2 separate regions of the Rattus norvegicus genome follow, and region 1 is linked to region 2. A link is a contact called in public Hi-C data. All regions are on one chromosome and are shown on one strand. The core of a region is the stretch at or near the end of the contact, and the rest is flanking DNA. Distances in the headings are between cores, read along the strand shown.

The links. Hi-C and Micro-C count contacts between places; a contact is called where the count stands out from the background.
Region 1: a Hi-C map of the A7r5 cell line shows a contact between it and region 2, with 2.9 times the contacts expected there. The contact joins the promoter of Grk1 here to the enhancer-like site in region 2. A contact is called at or near these places in 10 of 12 Hi-C or Micro-C datasets (the A7r5 cell line, the Rat2 cell line, frontal cortex and 6 more).

Annotation. Positions count from the first base shown.
Region 1 is chr16:82,835,572-82,840,590 of GRCr8, reverse strand. It overlaps Grk1 (G protein-coupled receptor kinase 1), which reads left to right and starts at 2,620. Exons shown (of 7, transcript NM_031096.1): 1 at 2,620-3,502. The coding sequence starts at 2,804.
Region 2 is chr16:82,775,793-82,781,195 of GRCr8, reverse strand. Gas6 (growth arrest specific 6) reads right to left here. Exons shown (of 15, transcript NM_057100.2): 14 at 4,325-4,553; 15 at 3,106-3,643. The coding sequence ends at 3,489. It also overlaps a transcript of Tmem255b not described here. Among named protein-coding and RNA genes, the nearest start is that of Tmem255b, 30 kb to the left of the region's middle. Within about 2 kb of position 2,210, at least 5 of the 93 cell types and tissues checked have an H3K27ac peak or open chromatin away from gene starts, as enhancers often do. A contact at or near this core is called in the A7r5 cell line, where this site is marked.

The DNA.
Region 1 (5,019 bases), core at 1,371-3,870, 59 kb before region 2:
AGGAAAAGGCTCTGTGTGGTTCCCTCTTGGGGAAAGGAAATTAAAATCGTAAAGAACAAAGAATTTCATGTTCAGGAAAACTGATGGAACCAGAGATCACCGTGTTAAATGAAATAAGCAGAATCAGAAAGACAAGTGCCACCGGCTTTCTAACATATACAGAAAGTAGATAAAAAGTGGGGGTAAAAAACATTCCCAGGGGTGAGGAAGTAGAAGAGGGAACTCTGGGAGGAATCTGTAGGAAGAGGAGGGAGGCCAGAGAGTACTAGGGAGGAAATGTGCTCAGAGAACATTACACATGTATGAGAGTGTCACTGTGGAGTTCGTCGTCTTGTACAATTAATATGTGTTAATGAAAAACATGGCCAGGGCAGAACAGCCAAATGGGCTTCCGGCGCTCGCGAGGATGTGGGTGTCTGGTTCCAAGGGCTGCTGAGAATGGAGGACAAACTAGAAATCAGTGTGTCAGTTTCTTAGAGCAAACACAGAGCTGCCCGGAATCACATTCTTGGACATTTATCCTGGAGAAGTAGAAATTTACACACACACACACACACACAATTTAAACCTGGGTGACTGGTCATCAGCCTCAAGAAGGAAAGAACTGTGGGCACCTGCCTTCTCCGAGAATTCTCCGAGAGGCAAAAACTCTCCCAAAAGTAGTCCCCGAAAGAACCCATGCTCATAGAGTAGTACCCTTTCAGTGGTACAGTTCAACCACAGAGAGCAGGCCCAAGGGTCCCTGGCCACTGAGGGCGTGGGAAAGTCTTTGCCTACAGAGGGCAGCTTAAGGGTTCTGTGCCATGAGTCCACTGCTGAGAGGCAGTGCTGAAATTTGGGGAGCTATTACAGTTGAGGGATCCTTCTCCCTACTTTCCCCCCTTCCTTTCTCCTCCTCTGCCACCCCTACAACTGTATGCACTCAAGAGATTAACTTGAGCACACTCAGAGAGTACACCCTCCCCCATCTGAATAGTCTGGCCCGGGAACCAAACTCATCCTACTTTGGTGGCAAATTTTCCTTAGCCCCTTGCACAAGGGACTTCCTTGTATGAAGGCAGCCTGGAATTCTTCAGCCCTAACCCTCTCATGGTCCTGACTCACAGTTTCCATGTAAGTCACCTGGGAACCTGTCAGAGATGGAGGCCCGAGCTCCACCAGGCCCTCAGAGGCAGGTGGAATATGGATTTCAGTGCTCTGGTGGCTCTCCTGGCAAGGTACCCAATGGCAAAGAACCATGTCTCCTTTGGTCCTGATTGGTGTGAGAGTCGGCTCCAGTCTGTTCAAGGTCACCAGCTACTTAAGTGGCAGGGTTGGGACTAGCACAGGTCACCTGAGGAGAACGAGGTAGTGTTTACCTCAAATATTTACTCATCAATCTTCCTGTCACAAGCCCTTGCTAGGAGGTGGGCGTGTGGCAGGAGTGGAGGTTGTCATTCACCAGCAGGTTCTCTTTTTAATTCCTCAGTCACAACAGGAGACCCTGTCCCCACCTGAAGCACCCCCAGCCCTTCAGGGAAGGAGGTTGGGCTGAACACTCCTTTAACCTCCTGACTCAGGTTTTCCAGGTTTCCTTTTATTCTCAGCTGTCCCTTTCTCCTCCCTGTAAGCACTCGCTCCTGTGGCAGCTCCCCAGACTGTCAGGAGTACCTATAGATGTGACAGACATGGTCCCCAGGAGGTGGTGACATGCCTGTAGATTCTGACATTCCCAGGTGTGTCCTGGATGTGACCAGTGTCTATGCTGGGTTCCGAGTATGCCCCAGTGAGCCCCTGCTGTTCCAAGTTTGTCTCCAGTATTATGCCCCCAATCCCTGAATCCTAGATGCATTCTGGGCTCATGTCTCACGTGTCTTCTGGCCTGACAGGGGGCTGGACGTGACGGCATGCGGGTCTCCTGTTGGATCATCCATGCTTTCTAACTGCCTTTGGCGGTTCTGCAAGAAGGACACTTGTTTTCCCCAACAAGTGCCTGTGGTCTCACCTACAGGCAGGGAAACTGGGCACTGCAGGCTTCCCTCTGGATTCCTGTTATCTGGAGGTTTCTTGCATGCTACTTTCTTAAGGATAAAACTTAAACGGGGTGGGGGTGGAGGCTGGAGAGTTCGGCTCAGCGGTTAAGAGCACTGACTGCTCTTCCAGAGGTCCTGAGTTCAAATCCCAGCAACCACATGGTGGCTCACAACCATCTGTAATGGGATCCGATGCCCCCTTCTGATGTGTCTGAGGACAGTGACCGTGTACTCCTAGACAAAATAAATCTTAAAATAATAGTGTAGAAAACAACCCGGAGCCACATACAAATGGAGGTTTCTCCTGGGACTGACTGACTACCCTCTGCCTCAGACTCACGTCCCAGAAAGACACAGACAAGTCCTGTCCACCTGCCAAGGCCAGAGAAGGATAGAACTGTTCCCCACTGGCTTCCAGGAGCCTTCGGCATGCCCTTCCCTTGGGAACACGGAGGCAGCACCCAGGGGGAGTCAATTGAGCTGAACTCTAATCCGATTTGGAGCGGCTTAGGGGATTGTCTTTTTCTGGCACCTGCTGGTCACCCCTAAGGTGTCCTCAGTGACCCCAGCATTGGGATTTAGCTAGATACTTGTCAGCTCTGGTCTCCCTGGCCATTCGGTGGGATCCCAAGCACCCTGGCCACGGCCGTGTGCCTCCCTTTGTCCCACAAGGGCAGGAACAGGCCATAGGCCAAGGGCACCAGGTCAAGCCTGCTTTGGCTGCTGGTGCCTTGAGCTTGACTTCAGCTTATGGGTCTTAACACTTGAAGTGGACACAGGGCATCAGCAGGATGGATTTCGGGTCCTTGGAGACCGTGGTGGCCAACTCTGCCTTCATTGCGGCCCGAGGCAGCTTTGACGGAAGCAGCACCCCCTCTTCCCGAGACAAGAAGTATCTGGCCAAGCTCCGGTTGCCCCCACTGTCCAAGTGTGAGGGTCTCCGTGACAGCATCAGCCTAGAGTTTGACAACCTGTGCTCGGAGCAGCCCATTGGCAAGAGGCTCTTCCAGCAGTTCCTGAAGACAGACGAGAGGCATGTGCCGGCTCTGGAGCTCTGGAAGGACATCGAGGACTATGACACTGCCGATGACGACCTACGGCCACAGAAGGCTCAGGCCATCCTGGCTGAGTACCTGGACCCACAGGGCACACTCTTCTGCAACTTCCTGGACCAGGGCATGGTGGCAAGAGTGAAGGAAGGGCCAACTGGGAGCCAGGATGGGCTCTTCCAGCCTCTGCTGCAGGCCACACTGGAGCACTTGAGTCAGGGCCCCTTCCAGGAGTACCTGGGAAGCCTATATTTCCTGCGGTTTCTTCAGTGGAAGTGGTTGGAAGCCCAGCCCATAGGTGAAGACTGGTTCTTGGACTTCAGGGTCCTGGGGAAGGGGGGCTTTGGGGAAGTGTCCGCCTGCCAAATGAAGGCGACCGGCAAGATGTACGCTTGCAAGAAGCTGAACAAGAAGCGGCTGAAGAAGAGGAAGGGGTACCAGGTAGGGATCCCAGCGAGCAGTAGGATGCGCTTAGGCTAGAGGGCCGGTAGAATGTAGACCACCCGCCAAGACTCCTGTGGAGCTCTACTCGGGCCCTAGCTACTGTGCACGCTGCCTTTTGGACTCCCCTGGCTCAGCCAGCCAACGGCAGGATGGTAGTCCCTCTGTACCGCGCTCAGGAGCAGTTCAGAGGGGGAGCTGCAACAGAGCGTGTATCCGACTACCTAGAAACCTTTCTGTGTAGCTGCTGTTGTGACCATATGCAGGAGGGAGTGAGGCAGCCCTCTCTCGGCAGGTACTGCTCACAGATAGGCAGAACCCATCTGGGATGCTGTGGTGTGGGACCACTTTTCCCCGAACACAGGTTTCCAGGGGACAAGAATGAGTGGAGGACATGGGCAGGCAGCCATTTCCTCCTTGGTTGGCGTCAGTGTCTAGTTAAGGCAGGATCAGCAAAAGCAGCTTATTGTCCAGGGAGCACAGCCCTCTGCAGCCCTGCTGTACAGTACGGATAATGCTGTGGAACTCCTAGGAATGGACACATGGACATAGCTGTACGGGAGAGAGGGAAGCGGGGAGAGACTGGGAAGAGTAGAGGGAGGAAAAACTATGTTTAGGATATACATAGAATGCAAGGTGAAAAAAGGTCATGGTATGTGGAAGATGTAGTTCCTCTCTCTCTCTCTCTCTCTCTCTCTGTCTCTTTGTCTCTCTGTCTCTGTCTGTCTCTGTTTCTCTGTCTCTGTCTCTGTCTCTCTGTCTCCCTTCCTTCCTTCCTTCCTTCCTTCCTTCCTTCCTTCCTTCCTTCCTTCCTTCCTTCCTTCCTTCTTTTTTTGCCCCATTTTTAGAGACAGGATCTCTCTGTGTGGCCCTGGCTTTCCTCTAAGTCAGTCTATAGACCAGACTGGCCTCAAACTCATAGAGCTCCACCGGGCTCTGCCTCCCGAGGGCTAGGATTAATGGCCGTGCACCACCACTGCACAGCTGAAGGTGTGACTTCTGAAGGGCCTCGGCGATTGATTTCTGTCTCGAGTTTGAAACTATTCATAAATTGGAAAACGCTTTAACTGTTCCACTTTTATTTAAAGTATCTCAGTTAGGGGCTGGAGAGAGGGCTCAGCGGTTAAGAGCACTGACTGCTCTTCCAGAGGTCCTGAGTTCAATTCCCAGCAACCACATGGTGGCTCACAACCATCTGTAATGGGATCCGATGCCCTCTTCTGGTGTCTGAAGACAGCTACAGTGTACTCATATACATAAAATAAATAAATAAAAATAAAGTATCTCAATGGAAAGAGACACAACCTTATGCTTGTGTAGGACAGCACACACCTTTAGTCCCACCACTCATGAGGCAGAGGCAGTGGCTGGGCTTGTGTGAGTTCAGTAGCCCACACAGAGAGTTCCAGGACAGCCAGGGCTACATAGTGAGGCCATGTCTCAAAACGACAAACACACACATAACTGCAGCTTTCTGGAACTGCAATTCAAGTTCTGGGCCACCCTCCTGGAACATG
Region 2 (5,403 bases), core at 961-3,460:
TGAAGTGCTGAGGCAGCCACTGCTCTGAGGACTGCTAACTATGCACTGTCCCTATTATTGCGTTTGGCCTTGCAGCCTGAGCGTGAGAGGGTCTTGGTTTCTATTTGATGCTGACTGACTTTGGATCCAGCCCAGTCTTGCTTCCCTATGCCCTCCAGGAGGCTGACCCTAGCCTCCCTAGGACTCTGGGTCAATACAATAATATTCTGCCATCTTGTATTTACACCACTGTATGCACTAGGATATTTAATACCTCCTAGGACCTAGTTTCAGAGGCAGTTGTGAAAGTCTCCTTGGAGTTGCACTTGGGGCAACAGGCCAAAACCCTCTCTGGACTTCGGAGGGCGCCTTTGGCACTGCTCCTCGGCAGGGTCAGGGGTCAACTGGCTCTGTCCCCTGCCTCTATCCAGAGGGCACAGTTGAACAACTCTCACAAGGGACATGCTACAGTGCTGGCTGAGGCAGAACACATCCTACGAGTGACGGCAAGGTTCCTGTTTCTTGTGGGGGTGAGGTTCAGGAAGTTGAGGGTGGCCAGAGGCACAAAGAACTATCCTTGATAAAGACGCACACAGTAGGCTGCTTTTCCCCCCAGGACTGGGACAAAGGTTGCCTCATCTGTGAGTGCTGGTATAGAGAAAAGACAAGTTCTGGAGGCTGCCAGAAGCAAGGGTCTGTAAGATATCCGAGCCTCCCCGGTGCAGGGCCTCACACCTCTCCCTAGCATTTTCATGACACCCTAGTTTTGCATTCAGTAGTTCTGTGTTCTGGGCCCAAGGGGCTCTACCTCTGAACTTCATAAAGCTAGCCCTAGGGCCTTTGCAGAACCACATGTCTGGGTATAGAGCCCATGCCCACTGGAGCCAAGAGCTATTAAGAAACACTGAACTCCCAAGGTCAACAGTCTTGCTCCTTGCCACAAAAATGTCTGTCTTCCTCATTCCAGCCACAGAGAATGTAAGGCCCTGCACCCCAGTCTCCAGAGCAGCCCCCCTCAACCCACACTAATCTGCAGTGTGGCCAGATACACCGACAGTGTTCTTGCCTTTGTGCGGATGAGGCTGGGAAGCCAGCTGGAGCCTGCGTTTCAGTGTCTCAGCCCTCAATGGCTTTGCCTCTTCATATGCTGTCTGGGGGTCTGCCCTGTGCTTGGCTTCTGCTCTGGGCAGTGAGATTTGCTCATGGCCATTCATTTTGTCACAGAACCTATCAGTTGCAGCTGCTTTCCGGTTGATGGGAGATGGGGTTGTTTCTGGGTCTGTGCGATGGTTGCTCTCATGAGAATGTGGGGGACAAGTTTGGGGTGGGCCCTGCTCCACTGGTGAGAGACTGAGCTGGGCTCCTTCACCTTACTGGATCAGTCTGCCTGGGTTGGGATTCCACTTGTACCGCTTCCCTGTGGGTCACAGATAGCTCTGCTAAGACCCAGTAGCAATAGTGTGGTAATGGGTGGCATCATACCGGGCTGGCTTAGCTCCTCTATTTGCTTCTCTCTTGGTCCCTCTACCTGTAAGAAGTCATTGTCTATTCTGGACAGGGACCCTGTGATCCTGGGTATCCCCAGTATCTTTCCATGAGATCACTTAGCCTTCCGTTTCAATGTATGATTTGCAGGCTTTGGGAGGTTTAGAAAATACAGTAAAATGGTCTGCCCCACCGAAGTGCTTCCTAAAAGGTGATTGACCCTGGGTACATTTGGTAAAACCTGGAGGCATATTTATCAGTTTCTGGGAGAGGGGTGCAGTAGAGCCTGGGGAGGAGGATGGGGTGCTGACAAGGGTCCTGTGAGCATGGGAGAGCCCCAGGCCCAAGAAAGCAGCCTCAAGGATACAATGACTACAACTCAAAGCAGATGATAAAAGCCCTTGCCTAGAAAAAGAGGCCACTTTGTAACCAATTCAGACCTCAAAGACCACACAATCCAGTCTACTCTCCTTCAGAGTCTGCATCATATCTCCTCAGAGGTTCCGGATGATCCCCAGGTTGCCCATCTGGACTTAGGGAAGAGAGGTGCCCATGGTAGGCAGAGGTGTTATGGCTTTGTTTGGTATAAGGCTTGGTGCCAGCCTAGTCTGAGGATACAGCAATCAGAGAAGAGAGGTGTCTGTGCTCTTCCCGAATTGGTGCCTCCCCAAGACAGATGAGGAATGCCAAATATGTGCCCGCTCCCTGCATGTCTGTGTGGTCTAGTTCCAAACCAGCATTTGCCCTGCTCTGTTCTTGCCCCAATGACCTGGAGAGAATTGGGGGTGGTTGGAGGACGTTCGTGAGAACATTCCATTAGAACATTCCAGAGTTGCCTCCGACGCAAGGAAAAACCATTGAAGGTCTAGGGGGATGCGGCCTCACCAGTTGAAGACAGAGCTGACCTCTAGAGGGTTGCAGGCTTCTGAGGCTGCCTGAGGACGAACGGGCAGGCTCAGGATTCTGGGCAGGACTGTGTTCAACAATGGTTCAAGCTTCACAAAAGCTTAGAGGGTGCTTAGGGTTAAAGAAAATCAGTCTCCCCAACTTTTCTTCGGAAAAAAGCTCGGAAACAGGAGCAAGCTGCTGTGTTCTTGTGTCCTGTAGCCCGGGGAGGGTTTAGCTCTCTCGGCTCTGCTCGTAGCCTTGAAACAGAGTAAATGGAGGCAAATGTCTGGTCTAGGGAAAGATGGGTAGACTCTATGCAGGTGCCACCCCCACATTCTAGTTGTCAGGGGCAGTTTTAAGAAGGGTTCTAGGGGGGGGCTGGGGATTTAGCTCAGTGGTAGAGCGCTTACCTAGGAAGCACAAGGCCCTGGGTTCGGTCCCCAGCTCCGAAAAAAAAAAAAGAACCAAAAAAAAAAAAAAAAAAAAGAAGGGTTCTAGGGGTGGGACTGACAGCACAGCCAGACAGAACTTGGTCTCCATTTGCAGAGTAAATCGAGGGCCTGCAGTTTGCTGGTGAACCCTGGCTTTTAGCTCTTGCCATCATTCATGTGAGGAGAGGCTCCTAGCTAGTTCAGAGCTGCCTTGTCTGGGACTTCCTGGGACCCCCGAACTGCGGGCCTATGGTAGGATGCTCTCAAAGTTCATTCACCCCCCAAAGCAGAACTTCTAGGATAGACAGTGACCAACACAGGGTTAAAAAGGTTTCTGTAAATATTTTATTTTCCATATTTTAGAATCAGAAAGAAGCATGTGGTAATAAAAATAATAGAGAATTATTTTCTTCAGATAGTCCCGCTCTGCTGCGAACCGCCAGCCCCTCCAGTCCAGCCCCTTCCAGCCAGCTCTCACCAGGCCTCGCGGCTCTCTCATGAGCAGCCGCTGACCCGGTATCAGTCCCACTATGTACAGATATATTACAAGGCAAAAAGAAAGATCTCAAGGAAAAAAAAAAAGCCACAAAGGCAGTAGCCCACCTGCTCCAGTGTTGCAGGGCCCATGCGAGAGGAGATGGTGCTGTGTGTCCCTGACCCTGCTTCACCGTGTCTTTTAGGTGTAGAGAACTCTTGCAGCTCGGTCTAGGCTGTGACGTGCTCCACAGGCGGGCAGGAGTGGGAGGTGATGTCACTGTGCTTGTAGGAGGCCGTATCCAGGTCCAGGGTCTTCCCGTTTACCTCCAGAGTCATGCATCCACGGTAGAACGCCGTGACGGGTGTGGAAGTCACTTGTACATCTGAGCAGCAAGAGAGCAAACACTGAGCCAAGGGAGTTCAGGCCGCATAGGGGTCAGCCCCACCTACACTCTCTGCAGGGCGTTTGCCCCCCCCCCCCCCCCGCTTCTATTACCGTCCCACGGGGATATAGCACAAGGCATCATCTCCCCTCAACCACACATGCAGATGGTCTACTGAGTATCTTTGTGTCTTGTGAGTTCCAATGCTCCTGATTCTTACTGGTTAAAACTAAATACCTACTGGTCAGGCAGAGTCTGCTCTTTGCTGAAAGTCAAGCCCTGTGCCTACCTGCCACCCCTGCTCCATCCAATCCCACCTCCAGGCCTGTGTAAGCAAGTGGGATGCTATTGGCTGCTTTTGCTAGCTTCTGGTAGTAAAAGTGAGAGATGGGCGGGTGGGTGGGCAGTCACTGTCAGCTACAGATGCCTGTCAGTATTTAGGTACCCCAGATACCCACTTCCTGTATCACCTGGTAACCCTCACCACTGTGTTTGGGCTCCTGGGCTCCCGGATAAGACTCTTCAATGGACGACTCAGAGCATGTCTGGCAGAACTGATTAAGACCCCCTCATTCCAACCCTAGTACAGAAGCCAGTACACAGGGCGACCTGCGGTTATAGTGCCTGTAACCAGAAGCCTGTCTCACAGTCATTGTCGCAGCCTCCGTGTGAAGCGCCTACCTGGCAGGCCCCCCACAAAGGTGAGCACGGAGCCTTGCAGACGTGTCTTAAGCAGGTCCAGTCGCTCCTGCAGCTGTGCGGTGCTCACTTCGCTCTGGCCCTTGGTACCATCCACTTCCAGGGTGGCCTCGCCATCCCGCAGGGAGACAGTGACAGTGTGTTCCTGGCTGTCGCACACCTTGATTTCCATCAGGGCCAGGGCAACATTCTCAACTGCCAGGACCACCAGCTGCCGGGGATACAGAAGCGAAGGAGTGATATAGGTAGGGGTCAGTCTATCCCGGTCAAGGCTGGCCCTGTAGGCTAGCTTTTGTGTCTTAATGAGCCTCTGGTCTTTGTAGTCCCTTCTTATGGTGTATGGTAACCCCGGCTCTGAGGATGCCTAGGGACTCTTGTGCCTTTTCCTCCCCCGCCGGGCTCTGTTTCTTTGCATGCAAAGCCGGGAGCAGCTAGCAGGTGATAGGAGGAGATGGCTCAGTGGTTAGAGGACTTGAGTGTTCACAACCATCTCTGACCCCCGTGCCCTTTCCTTGTCTCCATGGGCACACAAAACCTTTTAAAGTCCTTGGAAAACTGAGGGCTTGGGTCACTCTACCCAGTCCGAGCTGACTTCTCAAAAGAATGTAACAGGGTACATCTGTCAGCTGTAGCCCAGTACTGGGGAAGGTCATACACCCTGCCTGCCCTCTCTGGGGTGAACAGTCTTTGCTGGCAAGAGCCTTGGGCTGTTGATCTCACATACTGGGGTGGGTCGAGATGCTGGGCAGCATGAAGCCTGGGTCTTTGGTGGTATGTGTCTTGGAAATCAACCCTGTTGCTGATTAGTGTAAGTAGCACACAGGGCTGTATGGCCCAGGCAGGCAGAGAAAGAAACCCTCTTGTCTGATGCCCACCCCTCTTAGGAACATGGGAGAGAGGAAGAATGTTTTCCTTTCTTTCTCAAAAGCCTTAACTCCTATAAGCAAAGAGTCAGAGTCAGTGGCTTGATACGGTTGCCTGGCTTCGGGAGCCACTGCACAGAGAGTCTGCGATGAAGTGGGGCTCTCCCTGAGGGGGTGGCCGAATCCAGGGCCTTACCC